Linked DNA regions of Oryctolagus cuniculus: region 2 is linked to region 1. The links are chromatin contacts, called in public Micro-C maps. All regions are on one chromosome and are shown on one strand. Each heading gives the region's core, a stretch centred on a gene start, on an enhancer-like site or on the middle of the called end of the contact. The rest is flanking DNA. Distances are from core to core; before and after follow the strand shown. Region 1 holds the start of RAD1 (RAD1 checkpoint DNA exonuclease). Region 2 overlaps AGXT2 (alanine--glyoxylate aminotransferase 2).

What was found. A called contact is a pair of places that touch in the nucleus more often than the background predicts.
Region 2: a Micro-C map of ear pinna shows a contact between it and region 1, with 4 times the contacts expected there. The contact joins the enhancer-like site here to the promoter of RAD1 in region 1. A contact is called at or near these places in 4 of 6 Hi-C or Micro-C datasets (ear pinna, embryonic fibroblasts, skin fibroblasts and 1 more).

Annotation. Positions count from the first base shown.
Region 1 is chr14:60,576,394-60,579,093 of mOryCun1.1, reverse strand. RAD1 (RAD1 checkpoint DNA exonuclease) reads left to right here and starts at 1,397. Exons shown (of 5, transcript XM_002714103.5): 1 at 1,397-1,594. The coding sequence starts at 1,397. It overlaps BRIX1 (biogenesis of ribosomes BRX1), which reads right to left and starts at 648. Exons shown (of 10, transcript XM_002714131.5): 1 at 454-648. The coding sequence starts at 612.
Region 2 is chr14:60,673,603-60,676,302 of mOryCun1.1, reverse strand. It overlaps AGXT2 (alanine--glyoxylate aminotransferase 2), which reads left to right. Exons shown (of 14, transcript XM_008262107.4): 13 at 804-902. Among named protein-coding and RNA genes, the nearest start is that of AGXT2, 40 kb to the left of the region's middle. Within about 2 kb of position 1,327, at least 1 of the 8 cell types and tissues checked has an H3K27ac peak or open chromatin away from gene starts, as enhancers often do. A contact at or near this core is called in ear pinna, where this site is marked.

The DNA.
Region 1 (2,700 bases), core at 148-2,647:
GCTATACGATCTAACGTATTTTTCACTATCCCTTCAGTTCAAGACCCAGATCAAGGCGTCAAAGGCCTCATCCCACGAACAACTTTCCAAAGGTTCCCAAGGCGAGCTTCAGGGTTCCCAAATGACACTGGCCGACCACGGCAGTACAGACCGAAACAACTTCGCAAAAACACACCCTCCAAAAGAGGTAGAAAAGAACAAGGAAAAGCCTATGGAAACACCTGAGCTGAGTTCTCCCCTACGCCGGGTAAGGAGGGTTCCAAAGCCCACCGCCTAAACGAGGACGGCGGCGCGTACGAGTTAGGTGCACACATCATGCACAAACCGTCCAAGAGCACTGCTGGGAACGGGTTCCCCCAACACCCCAGCTACTCCGAAAGGAAGAGAGATTTAGGGAGTCCCGGGGAAGGCGCGTGGAGCCGCCGCCGCCGGCGTAGCGGTAACCGCTTCTACCTTGCACACGGGGCCGGGGATACGGTCTCTGTTTTCTTCCTCCACCTCTTCTGTCGTGACGCCACTCTTTGCCTGCGGCCCGGCATCTCTGTCGTCTTTTTTCGGCTTCTTCGCCTGCACCGGCAACCCTCCACGCCGCTTCCTCTTGGTGGCCGCCATCTTGCCTCGACACCACTACTGGCTTTTCTTCCGGTTCCCCCCACTCCACCGCTCGCTCCACTTCCGGTCTCTATGGTACCGCACGCGCTCCTCTATGGCCCCTCCGTGGCTCTCTGGCGCTTACTTCCGGTCTCGATGATACCGCTCGCTCTCCTCTATGGCTCTTCCGCGACTCTCTGGCGCTTACTTCCGATCTCGGTGGTGCCGCCGTGCGACTCTCTAGGCCTCCTCCAGCTCTGTGGTGACGGTGGCCGAAGCGGAGAGCTGGTCTGAAGATAGTGGCGGGAGCTGAGCCGCCCGCTCCGTGGTATTCCGGGAGCTGCAGCTCTCCTGCTCGGTGTCCAGGCTGGGCCGGGCTCTCGGGTGTCTGGCCCCCTCTACAAGGGTAGGATTTCCGGCGCTCGCGATCCCGGCCCTAGGAAGCGGGTGCTGTCCCGCGGGCAGCTGAACTGGTTGTCTCGGACTCTGGGAGAAACTCATAGGACCCGAGCGCCCCCACCCCGGTTGCCTGTCGGGTTGCAAGCCAGGTTGGTGGCGCGAGGTGGCCCGAGCGGATCCGGGGATAAGTGGCGTGACTGGCCCCCTAGTGCACCTCCTTTGTGGGTTGCGTGTTTTCGTTCTAAGCTACTTTCCCCGTGTTACCGTCCGCACTGGGAAGACAAGAATCCCCCGCAGGGTCACAGTTACAGTGGCGCCTCGCCTGGCCCCTTCCACGTTATCTCCGACCCCCGGCAGGTGCTCTGAGATCCTCGGGAGCGGGTGTGGGCCCCAGGTGCCAGGCAGGATGCCGCTGCTCACCCAGCGGATCCAGGACGAGAGTGTCCAGTACAGCCTAGTGGCCAGCCTGGACAACGTCAGGAACCTCTCCACGATCCTGAAAGCCATTCACTTCCGCGAGCACGCCACCTGCTTCGCTACTAAGAATGGAATCCGAGTCACAGTGGAAAATGCGAAGTGTGTGCAAGCCAACGCTTTCATCCAGGTACGCAACGGGCGCCTTCCAGCCCGAGAAAGGTCTCAGTAGACAAGTTAAGTCTGAAAACAGAATGGCGTTTAAGGTGTCTTCTCTCCTGGAAACATTCTTTCCCCATCTTAACAGAGATAATGGTGAATAATGATAATGATTGACGTTTAGAAAGCTAAACCCTAGGCTAGCCAGTCCTCTAGGTGTTCGGCTCATCTGATCCTCACGGTAGCCCCACACCTTCTGTTGCTCCCGTTTTACGTATGTGCAAACAGTTAATCGATTTGCCAGCAGTCCCAACAGTTGAGATAAGAACCCCAAATGTTTGTTTCCAGACTATATGCTCTTTAGTAGCTATTTCCCTTTTAGAAAAATGCTTTTCCTTCTTTTGGCTGTAATAGAGTCTTACACGGAAATATTTGTATGGTTCAGAAAAGATTTTGGATTCTGCTCATTTTTTTTTTTAAGATTTATTTATTTGAAAGTCAGAGTTACACAGAGAGAGGAGAGGTGGCGGGGGGGGGGGGGGGGGGTGTCTTCCATCCACTGGTTCACTCCCCAGATGGCCACAACGGCCGGAGCTGCGCCGATCCGAAGCCAGGAGCCAGGAGCTTACTCCCGGTCTCCCACGTAGCTGCAGGAGTGCAAGGACCTGGGCCATCTTCTACTGCTTTCCCAGGCCATAGCAGAGAGCTGGATCAGAAGCGGAGCAGCCAGGTCTCGAACCGGTGCCCATATGGGATGCCGGCGCTGCAGGCCAGGGCGTTAACCCACTTCGCCACAGCTCCAGCCCCTCAGTTTTGTTTTGTTTTGTTTTGAAACACCCGAGTTCACAGTTATGACCCCAGGCATGGAAGAATAAATAAGACTTGATTCTTCTCAAAGAAACTGAAAACTAGTATCACACAATGCATTGTTAGATTGTTTTCCAAATGACCTTAGCCATACTGATGGGCACAAAAAAGGACAGTTTTACATGCAAGAACGGAGAGAGGGGCGGCTTTGTGGTATGGAGATCCTGGCGCCCCATATCTGTGTTGTTTCACGGCCAGGCCGCTCCACTTCTGATCCAGCTCCCTACTAATGGCCTGGGAAAGCACAAAGGTGGCCCAAGTGCTTGGGCC
Region 2 (2,700 bases), core at 78-2,577, 97 kb before region 1:
GATTGGCCTCGCTGGAGACCCAAACATATGCATTTTAAAAGGCATCCAACCAACACAGACACAGCCAAATTTGAAAGGGCTAAGTCAGAGGGAGGCATTTGTATTCACAGGCTGAGAAGACAAGAGACAACACAGAGAGCGCACAGGTCACAGCCCCGTGTCAGCAGGGGTGGTGGCGTGTCTGAACCCCCAGACTCGGGACAGCCTCAGATGCTCGGGGATCGGATGTTCCTTCTTGGCTCCTAACCCTGGGGAGCAGAGTCTTAGGAGAGAAACAGCAAAAAAAAAAAAATTCCCGGAGCAGGGAAGATGGGGACAAACTGGCCACACCCCAGTGATGATTGCCCAGACATGCAGTGGCCCTGGGAAAGCTTGGACCATGTGTGCCCTTGTGCAAGTTCTGAGCCACTTCCTGGACTTTGAGATGAGCTTTTCACACAAGCTGAACAAAGTGAAGAGTTGAAAAAAATTTGCACATAAATAAAACAGACTGGAAATTCAACTAATACGGAACCAAACTCCCAAAGTAGCCATTAGCAAAGCCAAGATTCATTGGCTGCCTATGTGACACTCCAGTTTGTCTTTAGACATTTGGGGTAAATGGAGATTAAGGACACACATTTTAATAATACTCTCCAAAAATCTGGCCCTACAGTTAACAGCTTTATTTAATTAGGGGGTAGGGAAGGGGGTGGACAGAAAAGGGTATTGATTGCTTGAGGTTTCTTTTCTTCTCTCTCGGCAATAATGCCTGCAGCCATGCAAACACCAAATAGAAAACATTTTCAAAAATGTATTCACAGATGAGCCGCCAGCCTCTTCCCATTGAAGAAATAAATCAAATCCATGAGGACTGCAAAAACATGGGGCTCCTCGTTGGCAGAGGAGGCATTTTTTCACAGGTAAGAGAAAGGCTGGACTTTAGATACACATCTCCCTGATGCCCCAACGCTGATGGGGGTTTTTCCCACTGTGCTGGGGACCTGGCTGCACCTCTTAACACTCAGGTGTTCTAAAGAAGGGAGCAGTGACGCCTTATGGCCACGAGGTGGCACTGTGGTAAATGGTTTGATTTTTTCTGCTCAGTGAGAGAAAGGCAGCGCCACACACCAGCGTTGCTCCAGCAGGGGTTATAAGGGTCTTAAACAGCCAAGCAAGAAATAAGATTGTCTGGTGTATGGATTAATTCTAGCCACTGTTAAAGCAATGCTAGATGTCCTTAACTAGCTCTGGGCTCCCACTTGGAGACTGTGTGAAGTCTTTTTCGCCCCTACGGCAGGGAACCACCTACCAGCCCTGAGCCCACCCGGGTGACCCCTGCAAAGAAGTTGGGGGACCACTCTGGGCCAGGTCACTAGGGCAGAACTCAAGGCGGGAGATGCGGAGGCAGAGCTGCTGCCTGCCTACTTCCAGGGAAAGCCGAGCTTCGCTTCTTGGCCAGGGCCCTGAGCTCTGTGCTGTGCGTGAGGTGCTGTTGCGGGACGTGCCCTGACCTGACCCTACAGCCTTGGCACCAGCAGGCCCCTCACCAGGGGTGGCGCCCCGGCAGAGGTGGAAGTGTGAGGGTAACTTCTCATCCCCCCATTATCCTTCCCATTTGTAAAACATCCTAAGCACACAGTAATTGCACGTTTTATGGGGTGCAGTGAGATGTTTTGACATTGTACGCTGTGTAATGTTCAAATCGCTTGAAAAAGCATTTGTAGCTCCTGCAGCACTGATCATGACACGATGGTGAGAACATGGAAATCCCTTCTAGTAGCTCTTGTAAATAAATAGACGCCACCTTTTCCTTGTCTGTAGTCACAGCGAGCAGCGGGACTGGAACTCGTGTTTCTTTCTCATTGGAAACATTTCCGCTTCCCAGTTTCCTGCACCTTCCTGCCTCACGATTTCCATGAACCCTGAAATCGTCTCACTGTTTCCTCCTTCTCGGAGCTGTCCTGCAAGATCTCTGTGTAAATCCATGAATATTTTCCTGTATAAATCAGGCAGCATAACGTAGTGAATAAAATCCCCCACACATACGAGATACGGAGAGAGAAAGCAGCTAGCTACTTGCCTAGCGATTCCTTCGTTATTTGGTGAACATATCTTTGGTATGAAGCAGCAAGTGATGAGCCAGGAACTGAAGCTCCCATGATAGATAAGATCCAGTCCCTCCTTTCACGGATCTGGTGGGGAACAAAGACCCGTAAACCAAAAACTGTGACGTCATGGTGTGAACTCAGCTATAAATGAAAAAATGGGTGCTGCGGGAGAGAGAATGCATTCCAAGGTCAGCCTTTCTGCTCAACACAGCCTTAACCAATGCTATAACCAGAGCATTCCCGGGTTCATGATAGAGGGCAGAGGGTCACATACAGAGTAGTGTGGCTGCAGCCTACGGCCCGGGACAGTGAGAGGGTTTAGGAAGCAGTTCGAAACACTTTGCCTATATTGGTCCATATACTGCTACAACAAACCTATGAAATAAGTACTATGATGAGAGTACTTGCAAAAGATCATGGAAAAAGCATTCAAAGATAATTCTGAAATTCATACACAGTTTTTTCATTATACACATTTTCCATGACTTTTTGGAAGGCTGCTTGTATTAGCTTCATTTTATAGCTGAAAAATGAGAGGCACAAAAAGCTTCCGTAAATTGCCCAAGACACAGCTGGTAGCAGAACCAAAATCCCAATGCAAGCAGCCTGA